Linked DNA regions of Mus musculus: regions 1 and 3 are each linked to region 2. The links are chromatin contacts, called in public capture Hi-C and promoter capture Hi-C maps. All regions are on one chromosome and are shown on one strand. Each heading gives the region's core, a stretch centred on a gene start, on an enhancer-like site or on the middle of the called end of the contact. The rest is flanking DNA. Distances are from core to core; before and after follow the strand shown.

The links. Promoter capture Hi-C pulls out the DNA fragments that hold promoters and counts their contacts. Capture Hi-C pulls out chosen DNA fragments and counts their contacts.
Region 1: a capture Hi-C map of embryonic stem cells shows a contact between it and region 2, with 5 times the contacts expected there. The contact joins the promoter of D730050B12Rik here to the promoter of Adamts16 in region 2. A contact is called at or near these places in 1 of 39 promoter capture datasets (hippocampal neurons) and 1 of 9 other capture datasets (embryonic stem cells).
Region 3: a contact with region 2 is called in a promoter capture Hi-C map of hematopoietic stem and progenitor cells. The contact joins the promoter of Med10 here to the promoter of Adamts16 in region 2. A contact is called at or near these places in 2 of 39 promoter capture datasets (hematopoietic stem and progenitor cells and hippocampal neurons).

The regions. Positions count from the first base shown.
Region 1 is chr13:72,814,679-72,818,544 of GRCm38.p6, reverse strand. It overlaps D730050B12Rik (RIKEN cDNA D730050B12 gene), which reads left to right and starts at 1,782. Exons shown (of 4, transcript NR_046196.1): 1 at 1,782-1,941; 2 at 3,719-3,823.
Region 2 is chr13:70,838,865-70,843,103 of GRCm38.p6, reverse strand. Adamts16 (a disintegrin-like and metallopeptidase (reprolysin type) with thrombospondin type 1 motif, 16) reads left to right here and starts at 1,293. Exons shown (of 23, transcript NM_172053.3): 1 at 1,293-1,614; 2 at 1,733-1,835. The coding sequence starts at 1,555. Gm36529 (predicted gene, 36529) reads right to left here and starts at 2,654. Exons shown (of 4, transcript NR_167928.1): 1 at 2,484-2,654.
Region 3 is chr13:69,808,251-69,812,244 of GRCm38.p6, reverse strand. It overlaps Med10 (mediator complex subunit 10), which reads right to left and starts at 2,363. Exons shown (of 4, transcript NM_138596.2): 1 at 2,193-2,363; 2 at 555-638. The coding sequence starts at 2,314.

The DNA.
Region 1 (3,866 bases), core at 533-3,032, 2.0 Mb before region 2:
TTCCTAGGGAGTGAGCTGGAGAATTGTTCCCACCTCACAGCTACAGCATGTGGCCAGTTCTTGTGGGGTCTTCCAGGGTGCCCACGAACTCTTTCAAAATAAGACAGAGTCCTAGTGATGGCACCCGCTGAGCTATGACAGAGTCTGGTCACTGAGCTCCTGGAAGGCAGTCAGGGCTGGCTTTTGCTGTTCAGAGAAGTTTGGCTGCGGATGCCGGGAACCTGGGTGAGAATTTTCAGAAACTAAAAAGGTGACTGATGAGTTCGCTCTCCGTATTTTACAGGCTTGGTGCACACACAGGTCCTGAGGCAGAGGCTCACCTCGACATGCAGGAAGGGAACCTTAGACACCAAGCAAAGCCCAACACAGTATTTACTGTGGTTCGGGATTCCCAAGCCACAGCCTTTAGTGCTGACAGTGGGAGAAGCCCAGGCATGGTGTGGTGCGTGGTGTGTGTATATGTGTCCCAAGCCACTGTGTATGTGTGGGCCACGTGTGTGGTGAGGTGGGTCCTGGTTTGTGGTGCAGACTGCAGGGTGCTGGGAGGGTGGTGGTGTGTGGCCTATTTCCATCTTTGAAAGCTCAGAGGTTCATGAGGCAGGTGTGCCAGGCAGGTGTCTAGGTTTTCTGGCTCTTACAATAATTAGGACAGGAGTATGCAGCTGCTTTCTGTAAACTCTGGCTCCAAAGAGTTCCCTTTAGTTAGAAACTACTTCCAGAAGCAGGAGGCTGCAGCGAGAACAGCCTTCGGTTTGTTTGTTTTACATTTTCACAACAATAGAGGGCAGGAGTCTCTAACTGATCTGGGAGGCTCTGGGAGCAATTCCCTTTTAATTCAAGGATGTTTTTCTATCAGTCAGTCACAGGTTCACAATGGCTCTAAGGAGCAGTGTTTTCAGCAGGATGGCCAAGGTCATTTGCAGTATTGCATTTCTTAAGGGTTTGTAGACCTTAAGCAGCAAAGTGAGTTAAAACATCTTTCTCCCTATTTCCAACTCTATTTTTTGTTAACTCAGGGGTGGGGAAAGTGGTACAGTTCCCCGAGTTGTTTTTTAATCTATCTCTAAAATTTAAACAAAACAGACAACAGGCAAGCAAATACACAGACAGTAAGTCTAAACCTAAATAAGAGTTCTTAGAGACATCTGTCACATTTGAACGAGCCGACAATGTTAAGGCATGAGTAGTGACTTCCACACTGATTCTGTGTCCTGTCTCAGGGATCTCCACACATGGCCAGACCAGGTCTGTCCCAATGCACAGAGGTGAACCTCAGGGCCCCCACTTACGAACCTGGGCTGGAGGGTAGAGGAGAACAGGCCTGTGTCAGAGAGTGGCCAAGCTTAAGTACTACGTAGCAGTGCTTGCGCTGAAGCTAAGGTCCTAGGCAAGAAGGAAGTCACACCCTGTTCTTCCCCTTGCTGCTTCCGTCCCCTGACTGAGTGCTATCAGGATCAACAACTAGCAGGTAGCTGTGGGGTCCCGTCAGTGATTGCCAGTTGTGGGATCTGTGCTCCTCTATAGCTTCCTGGCTTCTTCTCCTTGGCCACAGGGTTGCCCACCTCGGTGTGACAGCTGTAAAGACTCCCGACCCTGTTCCTTGTCCGCCTCCACACCCACTGAACACTGCTGCCCTTAGGTAACCTCCCTGCCTCCTGTCACACTTGGAACTGCGACTATGATTACACATTCTATAAGCTCAGGAATCAAAGACTGTTCTCCGAATCTCCCTTTCTGCCCTTTCCCAGAAAACGAGGGCTTTCACCTGCTGACGCTGCCCCAGATTACCAGCTACTGTCGGTGAGAATCGGACATTTGTAACCTCTACTCAGCACATTTCACATTGCACCTGTCTCTGTCCGTGGACTTCTTGAAAGGCGCCCACATCTCTCGGCCGCTGCGAACCTGGATTATTTCACAACACCTCGCCAGCTGTCGCAGGTACAAACTACCTGGATATTTAGATACCAGAGTATCTAATAGGCCACTATCAATCTTTTATAGAGAGAATACATAAATTATAAACAAATATGTCCTTTGGTCTGGTCGAACAGCACACCGATCAAAGAGACACAATGGCAATGCATTTGCTTCCGCGGGCGCAGTATTCCCCAGCTCGCGGCTGCGCTGATGGACAGCCGGGGAGCTGTCGGCTTTTGTTCATTTGTCACAGTACACTTACCTCCTGTGGTTTTAAGTAATCAATATGGGAGCTGAAATCACCTACTGCTACGTCCGCTACCTCCTATTTTGTCCACTCATAAATTATGGATCGCTGCACAACATCAAGTCTACAATTTCGATTGCATTTGCTAATCATTGATCAATAATTCAGAGGCTGCGCCTCCTTCAAGGGCCTTGCTCTCCTACAGCATCTGGCACTAGCTGACAGCGAGTGAGGGAGTCCCTTATCACAAAGAGCAGCCGAGAAAACAACTTGTTTAAAGTCGCTCCTGAGCCTTCCTCTTCAGTGTTTCTGATGAGGGTGACTGTTTCTATTTGGTGCCTCCCTCTGGCTCCTGAGACTTAATAACTGTCTCAAAGTCCCAGCAGTGGCCTGTGTGGTGGGTCTAGGAAGGCTATTTTTCTGTTTGGTTTTGTGTGTGTGTGTTTGGGGTGCACCAGGTCTCACAGGGCAGGGAACATGTGTCCACAGAGTATGACCCAGCGTCCATGGAGGCAAAGCTGGGTCGGTGTGTCCTGTGACTCTCAGACTCACAGGCAAAAGCTACAGATTCACAGAAGACTGCTCTTGGAGCAAAGTCCTTGGAAGGACAATCTCCAGGGACTGGCTCCTTCAGGGTCCACAGTCAGCTTGCCTTCTGTTGGTTTTAAGGTCCAGCTTGTGGTACAGTCTGAGCAAAGTAAAAAATAACAATACATTCACAAAGCACCCTGCCTCTGGATGGGAGAAATCCTTTTATCTCAGCCCCTTTGAGGACAAGGTGGAGCCCTGCCCCCTTGCACAAGCAGCTGGCTGGACCTGGAGGCTGCTACTGGTGCAGATGTGGGGAGGGGAGGGGAGGGGAGGGGAGGGAAGAGCAGGCATTCAGCACAGAGCAGGGTGTAGGGCAGACTCAATCCGGAGCTGGGGTTTCTGGGAAGCCTTCTCTACAAAAGGCAGGCTGCTGTGGAGGTTGCCTGGCTTAGGCACAGCCCACTGCCCCCCTTGGAAAGAGCAAAAGGGCAAGGGGAGACCCTTTGTGGGCTTCCAGGGCTCAGGCTGCCTCTTTTCCCTCTTGCTGGATGCTATCCTGCAGCCTGCCTTCTATAGAGACCTGGCCTCACCCATTGTCAGCGCCCTGCAGGAGGGCAGCAGCCAAGAGGCTCTCAATAACTTTAACTTTCAAAAAGTGGGAAAAAAAGAGCAGCAGGAAGGGCCAGAGAAGAGGGCAGAAGGAAAAGGTTTAAGACAATCTGTGGCAAGAAGCAAAGCTGGCAGACCAGGAGTGGGGTGATGGGAGGAGGGGGAAGACAAAACTTTCCTTTAAGAAGAAAAAGAAAGGAAAGAATGGAAAGGGGCTTTTAATCTTTAGTGAACTTATGAGAACGAGTAGGAAAGCAAAGAACTAAGAAAAGGCAACTGTCACCTAAGAGTACCATCAGCTAAATCCGCCCTAGACCTGCGGCCCTCCTCTCCTCTGTTGCCTCCACATCCCTGATTCCACAGGCCCAAGTGAGCACCCCACTTTTCTTATTTCACGTTTTAAGCCTGCAGGTGACCTGGGGTGGTCCCTGAGAGACAGACTGTGGGGAAACTGAGGCAAGCAGTTTCTGGAACCAGAGCTGGAAGTGGAGAAGCCCGAGCAGGTGCACCACGAAGGTGAGGCACACATCTTTCACGCACACAGACCACTAACTCACTA
Region 2 (4,239 bases), core at 44-2,543:
ACTGTACTCTTTGACAATATTTTTCATATGAACGACTGAGAGAGAAAGGGAGGGAGCAGAGAGAGAGAGAGAGGGATATGCATACACAGATCAGTTCATCTTGATTCCGCCCTGTCCTTTCTGAGATGTATGACACTTCATTCAGGCTTATAAAGAGCCACTCTGGGGCATCTCAGCTCAGTGTAGGCTGGAGTGAGCACCCTGAAAACTGCAGCCACTGCTCCACATGCCATCCCCCTTCTCAGCCTTGCAAACCAGGCAAGGTCAGTGTGACTGCAAATGAGGGACCCTAGAATGGCAGCTGGAGGGAGCCTGAGATGTGAGACCAACCGGCAGAAGGAAGTGGAGTGCAGCTGCTGGGATGGACAGTCATTGGCAGTCCCGCGTGTAGAAACATCTACCCGTGCGCTCAGTGCTGTCTGTATCTGTACCCACCCTGCAGCAGACACTCTCAGTCACTGATGGTCACAAAAGACGCTCATACTCAAACACATACTCAGGTCATGATGGACCAGGACGCAGGGCTGGAGAGAGGGCATTCGCTGGTTGTCTTGGATAGACCTGGTCTGGTCTAGGCTGGGGCTCCTAGACTTCCTACTAGGATGCTCTGGGAACCCAGTGGCCTCACACCTGCTCTCCCAGCAGGTCAGCCAGAGTCTAAAGTGAATCTGAAATTGGCCACTGCTGTCCAATGAAAAATTAGAGGCGTGAGAAAGAAACCCAGCTTCCTCATAGCCTGCCCTACCCTGCCCTGCCCTGCCCCGCCCCGCCTCCATTCACCCCTTTTCTTCACGTGCCCCAGGCAACTAAGGACTCACATTCATTCATAAGCAGATACATTCCTCCCTATACATCTCCCACTAGAAGGGAAGGCCAGAGGGTCTGTAACCAGGGGATGGACTAGAGAACAATGAATGCTGGATGCCTGTCTCTATGCAGCTCAATCTTGCCCTTAAGTGAGAAGTCCCACAGAGCTGCAGCGGTGGCAGGTGGCAGAGGACTTTGGAGTAACACACCAAGACAGTTTTCCACAAAAGCACAGGGGTGAACAGCTAGATATGACTGTGTCCTGGCCTTGTCTCTACCCCAAGTTCTCATGTAGGTGGACAAAACACCTTCCTGCTGGGTCATAGGCGTGAAGGATGCCCAGTACTTACCATGAGTCTGCTTCATCTCCTCTCCCTGCCACTCCTCCCTTATCCTCCTCCTCCTCCTGGTACCCCTCCTCCCTGCTTTACTCCCTCCTCTATCCCCTCCCCTCTCCTCTCCTTTGCCCTCCCTAGTCCTGCCCTCTCCTTCTCTACCCTCCTCCCTGCTGTCCCTTGGTTGCTGCGGGTGCTTTGCCGCCCCCCGCCACCACTGCCACTCCACCTCCCGGTGCCGAACGAAGCTGCAGTGATAACTCTGATGTGCATGGTGGAATCGCTGCCTGGAAACCCTGCGATTTTGCCGGGTCGGTCCTTTGCACCCTAGCATACTGCTAACACCGGGACTATCCAGTGACCCAGTCTAGACTGCTGAGCTGAGTCCTGTGAGCCCTCGGGCACCGGGGCCATGGAGTCCCGAGGTTGTGCTGCGCTCTGGGTGCTGCTGCTGGCGCAGGTCAGTGAGCAGGTGAGTCCTGGCGCTAGGACCAGCAGAGTCTGATGGCTGCAAGTGCATTCCGCCCTTGGCTGAGCTCTGCAGTGCCCGCATTTTCACTGAGGTGTCCTCGTTTTTTTTTTCCCCCTAGCAGACACCTGCGTGCGCCCTGGGACTCGCAGCTGCAGCGTCTGGGAGCCCGGAAGACCCGCAGCCTCCCCCATTCTCTGGGTCCAGCTGGCTGGAAACCGGTGGTAAGTTCGCGCGGTGGGGGCTCTCGGTTCCTCACAGGTAAGCAGCCAGCAACCCCCTATGCTGGTCTGCAAGTCTCCTGGGACTCAGGACGCCAAAAGCTTTGAAGATGCTATCTTGCTCTTTCTATTCATTTCGAGCACAAGATCATGCTCAAGAATGACTTCCGACCAACGTCTGTATCCTATTTCCTAGTAAAATGATAATGGCTAGCCAGAGTTACATTGGGGGAGTGAGATATCTGGGTGTAGGAAGACTCCAGATCACTCTATATATTGACATCATTAATGTATACACCAAATCTATTATAAGCAACGTAGTCCCCACTCCAGCATCTTCCCCCCTCTCCTTTCTTTCACATTGAAGCTTTCTCCACTTTGACTGTCACAGGAGGAGACAGAAGGCAACCTCATTAATATCGCTTTAATGTTAATTAATAGCACAGGGGACATCCAAAGGATGTGTCCTGGACCTCCTTGAACATGAACTCGAATTCAAGTCTTCTGCAAGGTTCAGCCACCTCAGTGATTCACAAGTGGGTTTCCCCTGTGAGGTGTCCTAGCAATGACACCTGGTGACTGAGAAAGCAGGCCATTGCACTTGCTAGGAGGTTTGTGCTGGGTCCACAGCAAATGCAGGATTTTACTCACCCTGTCCTTTCCTGGGATGAATTAGCTTGAGATTGTTAGCAGAAATGGCGACCAGAGGCGAGCCAGGTTTAATCTTTTCGGCAGATTTTTAGAATATGTACAGGATTAAACAATTGACACTTCGGAAACCCTCATTATCGCTTCCTTCATCAGGATAAACTTACAAGAACTGAATTCCTCCTACTGAAAACAGGGTTTAAGAAGGGATATATGAGTCTCGGCTCTAGGACTCTGAGTGCCACTGGAGGGCGCCAGACCCAAACAGTACAGTGGTTTAGAAGGCAAGGGAAAGCCTATTGTGTTTGAAACCCACCCTCTGTCACCTGCATCTCCAACCCTCTTCTGATCCTCTTACTTCGAATTCTGACACATCATGACCTTACAAGGAATGTTCATGCTCTAACTTTGGACTTTGCACTACTTTCAGAATAAAACTTAAAAAAAAAAAATCCATAGGGACTCGAGGCATTTCAGACATTTATTTATTATGTGTGTAGGGTGCATGGCACTGTGGAGGTCGGAGGACAACTTGTGGGAGTTCAAGGATCAAATTCTGACTGTCTTGCTTAGCATGGAGCAGGCTGAGCAATCGAGCCTTGCCACTCGGGACACGTTTATTGCACTAACGAAGTGTTATCCAAGATGATAACATTATAGACAGAACGCTATTCAGGAAGAGAGGACAAGCTTAGTGCCTGAGGCCACAGGCAGGCTTCTCATGCCTGGCGCCTCAGTCCCGGATCCCAATGGCAGTGTTTCCATGGACTTTCACTTGCCTGGTCAGAGCGTGCACAGAAGGTGTGAGTCCTTGCAAGGTGGAGCTGACTTTGTGAAGGCAGGATACCTTCACCCTTTCCTGGTTATCAAAAGAGAAAGAGGCAGAGAGAGCAGACAGCAGTCACACAGCAGAGGCAAGGTGTGGCAGAGCACCTGTGACCTTCAGATCTGCATATTGTGCACGGCCCATCTCCATGATATAAGATAATTTCTTAATTAACTCTTTGAAGCTGTTTTGAGTTTGGGCTAAAGTGAGACCTGTAAGGGTTCTGGCTATTTTGCTGCCTTTGTGAAGTAATTATGCAGTAGGGAAGAGAGCCTCACGCACCCCTTGAGACAATGATGGATAACTAAATTGAGATAAGTTGGATTATCAAACACGAATGTATCAATTTACATTTTGATGACTCTATTGCTTTTTATTTCTTGTTTCTTCAAAGGTTTCCTTCCATATTTGTCATTGCAATAACATCTATGGTTTCTGCCAAGAGCATGGCACAGGTTTTTAGCTTTTTAAAAACTTTGGGTTTCCAGATCTCAAGGCAAAGCTCAGAAGTTCTTTAGGCTTTTGACTGGGAGGATAGAGAGATTGTTCAGAGGCTGATGGTACTTACCACCTCTGCTTCCCTCTGTTCTCATTCCATTGCCCCAGGTAGTCTCATTTGTAATTTTAATAATATATATGAATATAAGATTTACACATGTGTACAAATTATCATCTTCCAAATAAGAAAAAGTGGTATATATGTTTTTATGGGTCTTATTTTGCTTACTTTGATAACCTGTGGTTACGTACATATATTTTCCTGCAAGCAAACGACTTAGCTCTTTAGCCCTTCTCTAGTGTGTGTGTGTGTGTTTGTGTCTGTCTGTCTGTGTGTCATCTGTCTGTCTTTTTGCCTATCATTTTCCATATCTGTTCGCATGACCAACACCTAGGCTGACTCCATAGCTTGGCTACTGTGGAAACTGTCCAATG
Region 3 (3,994 bases), core at 1,114-3,613, 1.0 Mb after region 2:
CAGACTACAATATTTTTCCACGTTTGTGTGTGTCTATATCTATATTTATATCTATAGATAGATAGATAGATAGATAGATAGATAGATAGATAGATAGATAGATAGATAGGCAGGCAGACAGACAGACAGACAATACACTTCACACACACCTCTTGTTGCTTTTCAAGACGGTTTCTCTGTCTAGCCTGGGCTGTCCTGGAACTCTCTATAGGCCAAACTTATCTCCAAGTCAGAGATCCATCTGCCTCTGCCTCCCAAGTGCTGAGATCAAAGGCTTATGCCATCACACCCAGGTATAGCTCTTAAGAATTATGAGGTTTTCCTGTGGCCTGAAGGCCTTTCTCCACTGAACTCGGAAGCATGTTTTTATATTTTCATGTGACACTATTCTCAACAACACAACACTGGAGAGAGAGTTATCCTTTTTTAACCCCATTAGCCTACTACAACCCTAGAAGACTGGTGGTCCTGCCTGTGGCACCTGGGCCTCGCCTCCCTCCCTCTCACTGGCACTCACAGCTAACCAAGAATCAGAGAGACCCAGTGATACTTACTCAAAAACTTCCAGAGGCACCGTGATATCGTGCAGCTGCTGTCTGCATTTATCTATGTCCTGTAAGCCCGTAACAATAAAGTTTCTGGGAAAAAGGCAGAGTGGGGTACGTGGTTAGTTCAGAGGACAGCACAGCACACCCCTACACGGCACTGGCCACTGTGCTTCAATTCCTGAGGGTTAAAACGGCCAAGGTCAAGGACACCGGGGCAGATAACTGAGGTGGCAGCTGGGTATGAGATAGCCACGGGAACTGGATAAGAGAACAAGGCCAGTCACAGCAGGCTCTGGTCTAGGCAATGCGCCAGCTTGTTCCCATCCCACAAAGCCCTCCTTGAGGGGCAAGACCACAACTCTATACCTTAGTAAACATCCCAAGTGAGACACAATCCTGTACCCAGCTTTAAGAGACTGAACTGTGGGTAGAGATGGTTTCTTGGGCAGTCTCTCATTCCAGAAAAGGGTCTCCCCTGGGTGGGAACACAGAGAGGCGGCTTCCAGGTCCAGACACTAGAGGCAGGACTGGCCGTGTCTCAGCTAGGGCTATGCTGGCTTCCTTCTCCCAGATGAACCTGACTACCTGTCTGCTCTGCCTGTACCTTCATGTTACCTTCCTAACCCAGGAGCACCAGCACCAAGGCAGCTCAGTGGCTGGGATCAGAGGGAAGTCGGGAGACTGGCGCTAGCTACCTTAACAGGCTTCTTCCTCCCTAATGCTGCACACACCTGAACCCTTAATTGCCACGGGATTCTGGGGACACCTTTGGACTTACAAAATATGTTCAGATGCTTAATTTTTCCCTTCTAAACTCAGAAAGGAGGTGAAGAGAGAGCAGAGCTTTCTGGAGTGCATGTCACTGAATGGAGTTTCAGGGTAGACAGCGTGGAGAAGTGGGCTCCAGTTTAAGTGCAGTACCCACAGTCAGCAAGGAAAAAGCCCATCCCTAGTGGGTTGAACCTCGGCTCCCTCCAGAACCACTCCAGATCCCTGGAAAGTGTCCCATATATAAGCGGTGAGGCCTTCTCCTGAACACTGTGTTGTTTCCCTGTAGGCCATTCCAAGGCCTACACAAGATACTGTCAAGAAATCAACCCTCTGTGGTGGCCTTCTTCCACAGCGAGGCCTATGCAGCAGGTGGCTCAGGGCCCCCCTGAGGTGTGAAGTCAACCTCCCCAGTGCGGTGGGGTGGGGTGGAGTGTCCGTGGTGCCTACCTCCCCTTACGGCATCAGGGTAGTCCCAGACTGTCCTGTAGGGTCAGAGTGGTGCCAGCCTCCCCTGTGGGGTCAGGAGGGATCCTCCTCCCCTATGGGGTCAGGGTGGAACCGGCCTTCCACGTCCGGCCAGGATGGACCTAGAGCTACCTCTATCCCAGCGGGGTCATGACTGAGCCTCCTCTCCTGTGCGGTCAGATCCTCCTTCCCAGTGGAGTCAGGGTGGAACCGGCCTCCAGTGGGGTCAGGATGGAGCCCGTCCGCCCCGGTCAGGACGGAACTCGCCTCCCCTGTGAGGTCCGGTCAGGATAGAACCGGCCTCCCCTCGGGGACCCGGGATGAACGTTAGAGCCCCAGTGGGGTCCCCAAGGCCGGCGGGCAGGGGCTTCGCACAGACGCGCCGAGCCCTGCCGGGCCGTCACTCACAGCTTCTGGCTCAGCCCCGCCTGGCTGCTGGGCTGGAAGTCGCTGACGATGATGCCGAGCTGCCGAATGTTCTCCACGAACTTCTCCAGGTGCTCCTCCAGATGGTCAAACTTCTCCGCCATCGCCGGCTCCGCCCGCCTCTTAGCCTCAGCTCCGAGCGACTCCGGGTCCACAGTGCTCGCCCGCTTCCGGCTTCCGGAAGCCCACATCCGTTTCCTCGGGGGCGGGGCCTCCTGGGGGCGGGGCCCGGGCGCTATGGGCGGGGCAAGAGACGGGGTAAGCCTTTGAAGGGAAAACCCGCTTGGAAGCTTCTGAACTGTGTGTGTGGGAAATGTTAACCTGGAAAACACAGCAAAGGCATGTGTAAAGGGGCAAAAATGAAAACTCTTAGCTGGTACCTAGCTTTTCTCAGTAAAGAAAAAACAAGTCTCATCAGGGAAGTAAAGAAAGCTAGATTGAAGGACAAGAATTTAGATACAGTGGACCTTGTATGTTCATAATCTGGAAAGCTTGCGAGATGTAAGCAATTTTCTTTAAAAGATAATTATCTGGGCCCAGTGAAATGGTTCAGTGGGTGAAGACGCTTGCTGCTAACCCCGACAACCTGAGTTTGGTCTCCAGAATCCTACATGGCAGGAGGAGAGAACAGAATTCTATAAGCTGCCCTCTGACCTCCAGACAGGTACTGTGTCACAGGTATGCCCACACACGGCATACACAGACACACAATACATAATAAGAAAATGTATTTAAGTGGGAAAGTCAAAATAGAGCCATGCTTTTTAAAACTGGCCAGGAGACAACAATCACTTTCAAAAAGAAAAGAAAGAAGGAAAGAGAGAAGGAAAAAAGGGAGGGAGGGAGGGAGGGAGGAAGGAAAGAAGGAAATACCTAAGCCCTAGGTACTTTTCAACTCACTTTTTAAATTAATCAAACATTAAAGAACAAATTATTTCAAACTTCTGCAGACACTTTTAAGTGCTAGAAAAGGAACATTTCACAATTCAATTAAAAGGGGTGGTGAATTTGATATGAAAACCAGTCCTGAAGGACAAAAAGAAGAAATATAAGTAAGTCTTTCAACCTTCATGAAAGGAGAGACAAGGGGACAAGTGAGAGAGACAAATAGGGAGAATGGGGATGCCAAGGGATGTATACAGGTTCTCTGTGTTAGACTAACAGAACTTAGAGAGAGAGAGAGAGAGAGAGAGAGAGAGAGAGAGAGCGCACACGTAATATGAATTTATTAGAATAACTTATAGGCTGCCGTCCAGCTATTCCAATGGTGGATGGCAGTGAACAGAGAGTCCAAGAATCCAGTAGTTGCTCAGTTCAGTCCGTGACACTGGATGTCTCAGCTGGTCTTTGCTGGTCTTCAGTATACACTGGAATCCCAAAGAATCAGACTTTAATGTCAGTGAAGGAATGGATGTGCTAGCAAGGCAAGGGCAAGCAGGCAAAGAACAAAAGCTTCCTTCTTCCATGTCCTTATATAGGCTTCCAGCAGAAGGTGTGGCCCAGATTAAAGTTGCACCTCCCCACCTCACTATCCAGATCAAAGGTGTATGTCTTTTTATCTTAAAGGTTCAGAGCAGAAATGGATCCACCCACTTCAAACCAAGCAAAAACGTCCCTAACAGACACACCCTCTATTTCTGGATTCCTGTTCATTCCATATGTAGTCAAGTTGACCACCAAGACTAGCCATCCCAGCTCTCCAAATGCCCAGAACTGATATGTTGAATGCATGTATATTTAGTTTTATATATGTGGTGTTAGAGTGTCTGACAGGGTGTGTCAGG